Linked DNA regions of Xenopus laevis: region 2 is linked to region 1. The links are chromatin contacts, called in public Hi-C maps. All regions are on one chromosome and are shown on one strand. The core of a region is the stretch at or near the end of the contact, and the rest is flanking DNA. Distances in the headings are between cores, read along the strand shown. Region 1 holds the start of rnf126.L (ring finger protein 126 L homeolog). Region 2 overlaps prss57.L (serine protease 57).

Region 1 (5,294 bases), core at 2,279-4,778:
ACATCCCTGAATATTTAACAATAACAGCCCAAGCTTATTCTGGAAAATAATTCTCAGCCAGAGTTGTCATAAAGCAAACTCTAGGATGTTCAAATCAGGAACTAGTCGCTACCAATCTCGCAGCGTTGGTAATGCAGGGTGGAAATGGTAGCGACTAGTTCCTATCCCTGGAAAGGACCGTCCCTCTAGTGGATAGAAAATAGATAATTCATATGGCAGTGAGCTAGTTTCTATCCCTAGAAAGGACCTAATGCCTCTAGTGGTGAGGTACCAGGAAAGTATAGGAATTAGTCCAGTCTATAATGACAAAGCTAAATGCCATCCAGTACAAGGACCTTCAAAGCAAGGTCCCAAATAAGGATAGACTCTAGTCTGTTCTAACAGAGCTAGCTATTTCTCATCCTTATAAAGGCCCTCACATTATATTAACCTTATGGTATGTTAAATAGATAGAAAACTATTTGCAACTCATTAAAGGACATATTTCTGCCATTTTTAGAGATAGTACTTAGTTATTTATATATAAGATGTGTGAAATCCATCATCTGTGTTAGACTGTTTTACTGCTATTTCATATGAGGTCCAGTAAAGGGATAGAAACTAGTCAGTTCATACAAGCTAATTCCTATTCTGTCTGTGGACCTTATATAACAGTACAAGGACCATCTGTATTAGGCAATTACCTGACACTAGGTCCAGTAAAGGGATAGAAACTAGTCAGTTCATATAAGAACAAGCTAATTCCCATCCTGTCTATGGACCTTCTATAACAGTACAGGGACCATCTGTATTAGGCAATTACCTGACAGGTCCAGTAAAGGGATAGAAACTAGCAGTAACATAACTAGAGTCTTCAGGGCCAGGGCGCAGGATGTGCACCCAGGCCCCTCCCCCACCCCTCTAGATGCGCAGATTACTTACCACAGCGATTTTTGGTGGGACTACCGCACTGTAGCGCGATCTCCGGCGGGCCCCGAGGGGGAGCGGACCCTGGTGCAATTGCACCCTTTGCTCCCCCAGTAGTTATGCCACTGGAAACTAGACAGTTTATATAAGAACAAGCTAATTCCTATCCTGTCTAAGGACCTTCTCTAACAGTACAGGAACCATCTGTATTAGGCAAAAACCTGACAGGTCAGTAAAGAGATGGAAACTAGTGAGTTCATATAAGAACATACTAATTCCTATACTGTCTAAGGACCTTTTCTAACAGTACAGGAACCATCTGTCAATGCATAAACTACAGATACCATCATGCACTCACTATAAGGATGTAATTGAAAATGAGGGAGCCTTACTGCTGTTGCGTGTGCTATTTAGCAAACAAAAATGTTGGGCAATCGGGATGTAGGCTTTTATCACTGGCATGTGGAAAGGGCCTTCATCATCTCCCATAATGCACTATTAGGGTTGACCATAAGAGGTAGGTAGCATTTGTATTGCTTATAATGTCATGATCAGGGTGGGCTTGTAACAGCACTACAGATCCCATCATGCTCTATGAATCCTTGGTTATATTAATACAGGGGTCATCTCCATATTCCTATTCTTTTCCCTTTCCCCCTGCATGTACCTAGTGTGCCTGCTTCCCATAACCAGCTGTGTTCTGATCAGTGCCCCTGCACTTATAATGCCAGGGCAGACATTTATTCTTCTGTCTTTCTACTTAAGCCTCTCTGTCACCCACTCTAGTGCTGAGGCCACTGACTGTTGCTAGGATGATTGCGACTGTTGGAAAATGACAGTTTGCAAATGACCATTGGCATTTACAGCAGAGCCAGAAAAAATTGTCTAATGCTTCAAATGCAACAACAAGTAAACCAAACACCCATTGCCTTATAACTATAAGTTTTTATGGCCTCACTCCCATTAGAGATGGCATATTTGGAGATTTTAGGCACTTTGACACCCACATGTGTTAGTTGATTGGGGGTCAGGACTGCCATCAGAAACCCATTTTCAGGTGATACCCTGTATAAGTGTAATATCTAGGTATCTGTATCCAATTAATACTGAGTTTATTTGGATATATGTTCAGTGCCTCTCAACAGGCTGCAGTTCCCATGTACAATTGCAGAAATTTCACATGTTTAGAAAGTAATACCCAGAGAGCACAATGTATCTTATAAAATCATAGTGTATTTATTGCAGGAATGTACTGCCAAGTTGCAGTACATGCAGTATTGTCAATTTCCCAGCTGCCCCAAGTCATGTGACTTGTGCTCTGATAAACTTTAATCACTCTTTACTGCTGTACTGCAAGTTGGAGTGATATCACCCCCTCCCTTTCCCCCCCCCCAGCAGCCAAACAAAAGAACAATGGAAGGTAACCAGATAACAGCTCCCTAACGCAAGATAACAGCTGTCTGGTAGATCTAAGAACAGCACTCAATAGTAAAAACCCATGTCCCACTGAGACACATTCAGTTACAATTGCCTGCCAGAAAGCATTTCTTTCCTAAAGTGCAGGCACAAGTCACATGACCAGGGGCAGCTGGGAAATTGACAAAATGTCTAGCCCCATGTCAGATTTCAAAATTAAATAATAATATAAATTTTTATAAAATATAAAAAAATCTGTTTGCTCTTTTGAGAAATGGATTTCAGTGCAGAAGTCTGCTGGAGCAGCACTATTAACAGATTCATTTTGAAAAATAATTTTTTCCCATGACAGTATCCCTTTAGGTGCTTTAGGTCATCCATGTGAAGCTGACTTCTGGTTCACCACACAGAGGTATTCAAGCAGCCGTCACCTTTTCCCATTCTGTTATGAAGCACTTTGGAAGTCAGATTGAAGCTCAAGATTTAAAAAGAAAACCAAAGGGGAGAGTAAGCCTGACTTATATACAAGTTTGGAGGGAATTAAGTGTTAAGCTAACTTGGTGTTACTGGTCCTTTAATTGTTTAGGGGCAATGATCCTCTCCTTAAATAGAAGTCCCTCTCATGACCGTTATCCCATGTTCTATTACTTGACGCTCCACATTTTCCGTCAGCTCGTGAAACACCAAGGCAACAGTTTCTATACAATTTATTGTTCCCAAGTTGTCCATTACATTATTCTCCATTAAGGGAGACTTTCAGTGCATGGCAGAAAAGCAAAGCTGTTTATGGTTAATGAATATAATATTATTATTATAGCTGTGTCAGTATGTCTTGCCTTTCATTTTAATCTTGCCATTGTTGCACCGTAATTGTGCGAGAGGAATGGTAAAAAAAAACCCCCAGCTCCAACAACAATCTTGTAGCTGCATTTGGGTGTGTAAATATTGAATACAGTCTAGCTGACATTAATTCACTGTGATTCCCCCCTCACCCCACAGAAATTCAGAGGCAGTGATCCCTTCAATCCCTACAAACATCCAGCGACACAATGAACTGGCCCAAAACCTGAGGTAGAGGTTACAACCTGTACCAAACCTACAATACAAGTTGGCAACCCTGGGAATTTAGTTGCAGGTCCTGTCAAGAGTCCGCAGCCCGCCACTAGAACCCATTACCACTTTCCCATGTTTGAATTTGCCGCTAACGAATAGGTAAGCCGCAGTGGAGCGGTCACATGGTAGTATCACATGACCGTGACGTCAAGTCCTTTCCTAGGATTGGAACTAGCCGCTACCCTGCGAGATTTGACTCCTTTCTCTTTCCTTCGCCTGGTCGCAGCGTGCTGACGTCATTGACGTCATCCCAGGGCAGCGGAAAATGGCGGAGGCTCTACCGAAGGCCGGGAGGTACTTCTGTCATAGCTGTACGGCCGAGATTACCCCGCGGCTCCCGGTGAGTGAATAGAATTTTGGGTCGCTGGACAGGGAGCAAACCACTACAGATCGGAACCACTCCGCTCTACCATATTGTAACTATTCAGCTTGCGCTGGGAACTGAATGTAGAAATTTCCAGATGGCTTGAGGTCATGCCGTGTGTCACAGAATAGGTATTTTAGCCATTCACTCACTGCTATACAGTGCACCGGGCAGCGCGTCGCCTTACACAGCTGCAGACATTGAGACATGTCTTTACTGACCTCTGTTAAAGGCTAACTATGGCAACCATAAACACACACACCTCCTCTCCTCGCCTGGAAAAAGCTAGAAGCTGCCATCCAGCCACTACAATTCCATGTGTTCGTGTTCTGTTACTAACTAGATCCCTTTTCGCTAAAGGGAATGTAAACACTAAAAGATTAAATTCTGCCAAACAGAAGGAATGGTGATTTCACCCAGCTTTTCAGTACGCATACGTTACACGTTTCCAATGGTTTTAAAATTATTTGCCCATGTAATCAGTGTCACTGTTCCTTGTAGTTCTGCCCTTAGAAACAATATAGCAGAAGCAAGCGGATCAACACGCAAGGCTGATAATTTTTGTTTATTGAAGGGACCAAAAAATACTACTTTCAACAGCAATTACTTTTAAAATAACTCTCGAGAGCATGATTGTATATCGGAAAGCTGCTTTGAGGCACAGTTTTATTTTTGGGTTTACATCTCCTTTAAATGTCTTGCATATAGTCACATTTTTTCTTTTTGGGGTAAAGTAAGATTTTATCTAACCGGATCTCCAATTACCATTTTACCTAAATATTATATAAAAGGGGAACTCTGGCTTCCAAACTAAAGTTTGATAGAGGCCCACGTAGCACAGAAACCCCTAACATACCCATCACAGTTACATGTTTCTTCAAAAAGTATCCTACACCCTACATCTCTGATCTTATCTCTATATACTCCCCCAACTGCTTGCTTCGCTCCTCTACTGACCTGCTCCTCAACTCTTCTCTCATTATCTCCTCACATGCTCAGCATTCAAGACTAGGGATGCACCGAATCCACTATTTTGGATTTGGTTGAACCCCCGAATCCTTCGTAAAAGATTCGGCCGAATACCGAGCCGAATCTGAACTCTAAATTGCATATGCAAATTAATTTTTTACTTCCTTGCTTTCTGACAAAAAGTTACGCAATTTCCCTCCCTGCCCCCAATTTGCATATGCAAATTAGGATTCGGTTCTGCCGGGCAGAAGGATTCAGCCGAATCCTGCTGAGAAAGGCCGAATCCTGGCCAAATCCCGAACCGAATCCTAAATTCGGTGCATCCCTATTCAAGACTTTGCAAGGGCTTCACCCCTCCTCTGGAATTCTCTCCCACGGTCTGTCTGACTTGCTCCCAACCTTTCTGCTTTCAAAAGAATACACTTCTTTAGAGACGCCTACCCTCACTCTGCTTAACTACCAAATGCAATACCACATACAGTACTACATCTCTCACCCACTTAATTCTGATCTTGCCCACTCCCAC
Region 2 (4,964 bases), core at 2,205-4,704, 57 kb before region 1:
CAACCCCTAATTTGCATACGCAAATTAGGGTTCGGATTTGGTTCGGTATTCGGTCTAATCTTTCGCAAAGGATTCGGGTGTTTGGCCGAATCCAAAATAGTGGATTCAGTGCATCCCTACTTTAAGGTTTTGTGGGTTAAGGTCTGGTGCAGGTTAAGGTTATGTGTGTTAGGGTTGGGTGCGGGTTGAATTTTTCCTGACCCGCATATCAGTGATCACTGAAGTTTTCGATATGTGTTTCAGGATAACTTTGACTCTGTGTATGTTGTAGGGTGACTCTGGAGGACCCCTTGTGTGCAGAAATAGAGTGGAAGGAGCTGTGTCTTTCTCTGGACTGCTCTGTGGGAATTCAATGTTTCCAGATGTATATACCCGTGTCTCATCCTACCTGCCTTGGATCCAAGCGGTGATCAGGAGATCTGACTGATACAAAAGCACATATCCTCCAATGGTATTAGTCTGTTACTGTTAGCAACTGGAAATGATTATTGGCCTCATTTACTAGTAGGTGGTACATCACTAGCAATATTTTTGTTATGTTCTTTTTTGAAAATGATACATCACTAGCAATATTTTTGTTATGTTCTTTTTTGAAAATGATGCTGTATGTGATGTATGCTATCAAACGGATAGGAACACAAGTATGCAGCGTTCCATGTGTACTGCTTTTTATTACATAACATGATGAATTCATGATTTAATAAATGCTATTCACTCTTAACAGATTGTTCTCTGTACATTTTTATCATGTTTCATTAGTGCAGGCCATTTGGAAAGGAACCTCAATCTAAATATCTACACATGTTGTGAGTAAATCTGGGGGCATAAGGGGTCAACACGGGCACAACATGGGGACATTAGGGTTTTTTTAGGGGCACTCAGCATTGGTTCTGTGTCTTTGCAATGAGACTTAAGGACCTCTGTCGCCACACCTTGTCTATTTGCAAACTTAGCATTATTTAACAGCTGGAGACTGTATAACACAGTTCCCAGTTCAAAGGAAATTAAAAACTTACCTCATACCATGATTTTTTCCTGACAATAAAAGTTGTATTAAATCTCATGTCAATTAACACTTTTAAAAAAATACACACAGCTTCTTTTATAAACTAAACCAACTTAACAATATTGAGGACCTCCTAGGAGATAATATCCCCATTGACCTAGACCGATTTAAATATTGCCAAATCCGGCATTTCATCCAGACAATATTCCCACCACATAAAAACAGACCAGAACCAACAGCCCAAGAACATATATGGGTCAAAAAAGACCCCTCTGAGAGGACACTCTCCTTACTCTACAAACAAATTATGGATCTCAAACCAAGTCCCTCAACTTGTTTTATGGAAAAATGGGAAAAAGATCTAAATCTCAATATAAAGGAAAGGCAATGGACAAATATCATACAATTGTCATACCTTTCCTCCCAATGAACTAAGATACAGGAGCTCAATTATAAACTGCTTACGAAATGGTATAAGTACCCCACAAAACTCAATAAAATATATAGTGCACCTGCTGTAGGTGCGGGAAACATCCAGGCACCTTCACACAGGTATTCTGGAACTGCCCCACCTTGAATTTCTATTGGGCTACAGTACGCAACACCATTAAAACAGTCACCGACATTGAGATCGCAGACACTCTACTTGGCAGTCTCCTACATGACACTTCTCTTTCAATCAAGGCTTACAGAAATTCCCTAGTCCCAGCAATGCTAAATGTCACCAAGGCTCTCATTCCAATTAAAAGGAGGCAGACTGACAGCCCTTCAGTAAGAGACTGGCTACACAAAATTGCTAAGATCCATAGATTTAAGGGTAAGGCCACACTGGGCGTTTAGGGGAGATTTGGTCGCCTGGCGACTAATCGCCTCGTCTTTGCGGCGACCAATCTCGCCAAATGCCTTCCCTGACCGGCGCTAATCACACGCGGCAGTTTGTTTTCCGAAGTCGCCCTCACAAGGAAAACTTTGGGCGACTTCGGAAAAAGAAATCGCCGTGTGATTAGCGTGATGAGTCGCCAGGCGACCAAATCTCCCCAAAACGCCCAGTGTGGCCTTACCTTAAGGAGCTGAGATCCAATTCTGCAACAGTCTCACAGAGACTCACAAGTACAGATTCCTACCAACAATTATGACTCCTGTGAAGCTCGTCCGAGCTCCTCCGCTTCAATTACCATAAAACGTCTATACCCCAGCCAATCATGGTGGTAGATGTTCAACCTGAGCAGCTTCTCCGACCCAGGTATGATTTCTTAATGATTTTTATTTCTTCCCTTCTTTTCATACATCTCCCTTCCATTATGTGTAGCTGGAAGGCATAGGGACACGCCCCAAATGTATGAACTCTCCTCTACATTGATAAGACCAAAAATATGTGAAGGCTGGTACTGTCATTAAACCCTCAAGCTTTCATTATATTAAAACATCCACATGATCACCCCTTTCCCTCCTTCCTTCCTTAGAATCCCCTTTTAATACTTACTTTTCCATGATTTAATGTCCACCAACACTTTAATATTACTCCTTCTTCACTCACAGTATAGCTGAAATACATAACATGCGAGGTATCCTTTGCATATTACATATCATATTGGTATGACTATATACTTATGTTCTCTCACAATTTTTCTACATTATGTGTCCGAAGGAAACAACATATGCTATTACTCTCATGTGCCAAAATGGACTATATGTAATGAAGATAAAAACTATATTAAAAAAATTATAATTGAAAAAAAAAAAACACTGGCATTTCATTTAGCATACACCTTGAACTTGCACCTTAGTGTCAGTTACAGTTCTAGATTTGGAGTGAAAAAGCTATGTGTGTCGCGTGGTATATATATAGTATAATCAGAATAAGCCCCACCCATCAACACTTTATGGTTCCACCCACTAAATCCAATATTTTGGGATTTGCCCAAATCCAAATCCTAGTTTGCATATTCAAATTAGCATCAGGAAGGGTTAAAAAGAAACATTTATTTTTACTTGCTTGCTTGTGTGACAAAGAGACATGTGATTTTAAGGATTTGGATTAGGTTTGGCAAGGCACTTGGATTAAGTCGAATCTGAATCCTGCTGGCCAAAACCCCAACTGAATTTGGTGCTTCCCTACTTAAAAGCAAAGCCATTTTGCTAATATCATTTTAGTATTTCCTTCTAGTGAACAGTTTGATACCCAGTACGCATTGATTTACCTAAGTATGTGGCCTATAGGGACCCCAAAATGAAAACTGTGTGTAATCTACTGTTCTCTACTTTAATTTTCTCTTTTTGCTTCCCCTATTTTCTTCTTCTCTGCTGTACTCTATAACCCTCTCTGATGCCTCCACCTTCTTCATCTAATAACACTTCTCAGTGCCAGGCCAGGCTGGCCGAGCGATCTAGGCAACCCAATTCAAGAACTGTACGTACACCGAAACGAGCTAGCATGTGAACAGACACGGACAGTCTCCCACTATGGGGGAACAGCGCAGAAGGAGTGAAGACAGGAAACCAGACTACGGGTAGGAGAAGGTAGAGAAGGTGCCTGGTTGCCCCCCCCCCAGCTTTGCAACCTAGGCACATGCCTCTTCTGCCTACCACTAATTCTGGTCCTGGCACTTCTTCATCTGGCCTCTACTTTTCTCCCAGCAATCTTTTCTCTTCTTTTATTTTCTAGATGCTCTAGATGCTCTTTAAATTTGTGCTTTTTAGTTTCTCAATTTTATTTGCATGCAGAAGTGTAAAGGAGCAAATGAAGCTCTGGCATAGCAAAAAAAACTCTTGCCTCCCCCTTGAGGGGCTAATTCATAGAAGTGAAGGGGTGGGCATCCCTCCTCCGCATCCCTCCTCCACATCCCTCCTCCCCATCCCCAATTCCAGTATTATTGTAAATGATAAGTGATGTAGTCAACTATTAAGTCAATTGTCACTGAAGGGTTCCATGACCATATAAAACACAAGGTTGCAGGGCAAATGCTTTTAGAAAGCTCACAGAAATCCAAAGTGTCTTCGAACATTCTTTTAAATTAAATTTCACAAAATTATCCTTTATAATTTAAACCCATAGCAGTACTAACAGATGATGCTATGGGGGCACTGAAAGAGCGATAGCAGTTCTGTGTTACTGGCAGGCTGTGAGAACAGTGCCAATAGCTGTGAGGCTCTGCCATAGGCATGCTGTTTGAACAACCCAGATGGCAGATCTAATAGGTGCGGCTTTGGGCTCACAGTGAGAACAGTGATGAAAGCAGAGATGACAGGCACTGCAACTGGTGGGCTTTGATTGCACTGCTGTGCCAGTGCTTCTTTTGGCAAATGTTTGCACCTATAGCAGTACTTACCAGTGCAGCCATATATTTACATTATACATGCCAAATTCAGTTATGTAACTGACGAGTTAGGTAGGTTAAATTAGAATTAAACTTGATGGACGTGTGTCTTTTTTCAGCCTAACTTACTATGTTACTAATTTGTTCTATTATGAATTACCTATTTAAGTGGCAGGAAGCCAGCACAACTCGTAAAGCAGTAAAATTTGCCTGGGTGCAAACAGCTAAAACAGCAGAAGTATAACAAAGGATATCCTTCGTGGCTTATATTGTAGCAATTGTTTCTCTCTTTCAGTGGAGCATAGAAAAGGTTTTGCTAACTCTGGCATAAATGTACAGCAATATTTCCAAAGTATGCGGATTAGCTGAAGAGAACTGATGTGATGTTCTGAAAAAATACAGGCTTGGGCATGTACAATTTGAACTTCAAGAAGAGATTAGCAGAGGCTATAACTCTTTGCTTGGGGAAGACCACAAGTATTTAAGGCTTAAAACACTGTGATCAGGAAGCATGCATTACTTGCCAATTCATCTTGACGATGGGCCAGCAGCCCTGAGGGGGAAGTATGACAGCACTCTGTTTTGATGGCTGTGCTCAACACGCTATCCAAGACACATCAAGCACTGATATTTTTACTGGG

What was found. A called contact is a pair of places that touch in the nucleus more often than the background predicts.
Region 2: a contact with region 1 is called in a Hi-C map of the XTC cell line, with 1.9 times the contacts expected there. The contact joins the enhancer-like site here to the promoter of rnf126.L in region 1. A contact is called at or near these places in 2 of 4 Hi-C or Micro-C datasets (the XL177 cell line and the XTC cell line).

The regions. Positions count from the first base shown.
Region 1 is chr1L:115,335,239-115,340,532 of Xenopus_laevis_v10.1, reverse strand. rnf126.L (ring finger protein 126 L homeolog) reads left to right here and starts at 3,528. Exons shown (of 9, transcript NM_001086409.1): 1 at 3,528-3,775. The coding sequence starts at 3,701.
Region 2 is chr1L:115,392,236-115,397,199 of Xenopus_laevis_v10.1, reverse strand. It overlaps prss57.L (serine protease 57), which reads left to right. Exons shown (of 5, transcript XM_018223645.2): 5 at 272-721. The coding sequence ends at 427. Among protein-coding and RNA genes, the nearest start is that of prss57.L, 7.0 kb to the left of the region's middle. Within about 2 kb of position 3,454, at least 1 of the 7 cell types and tissues checked has an H3K27ac peak or open chromatin away from gene starts, as enhancers often do.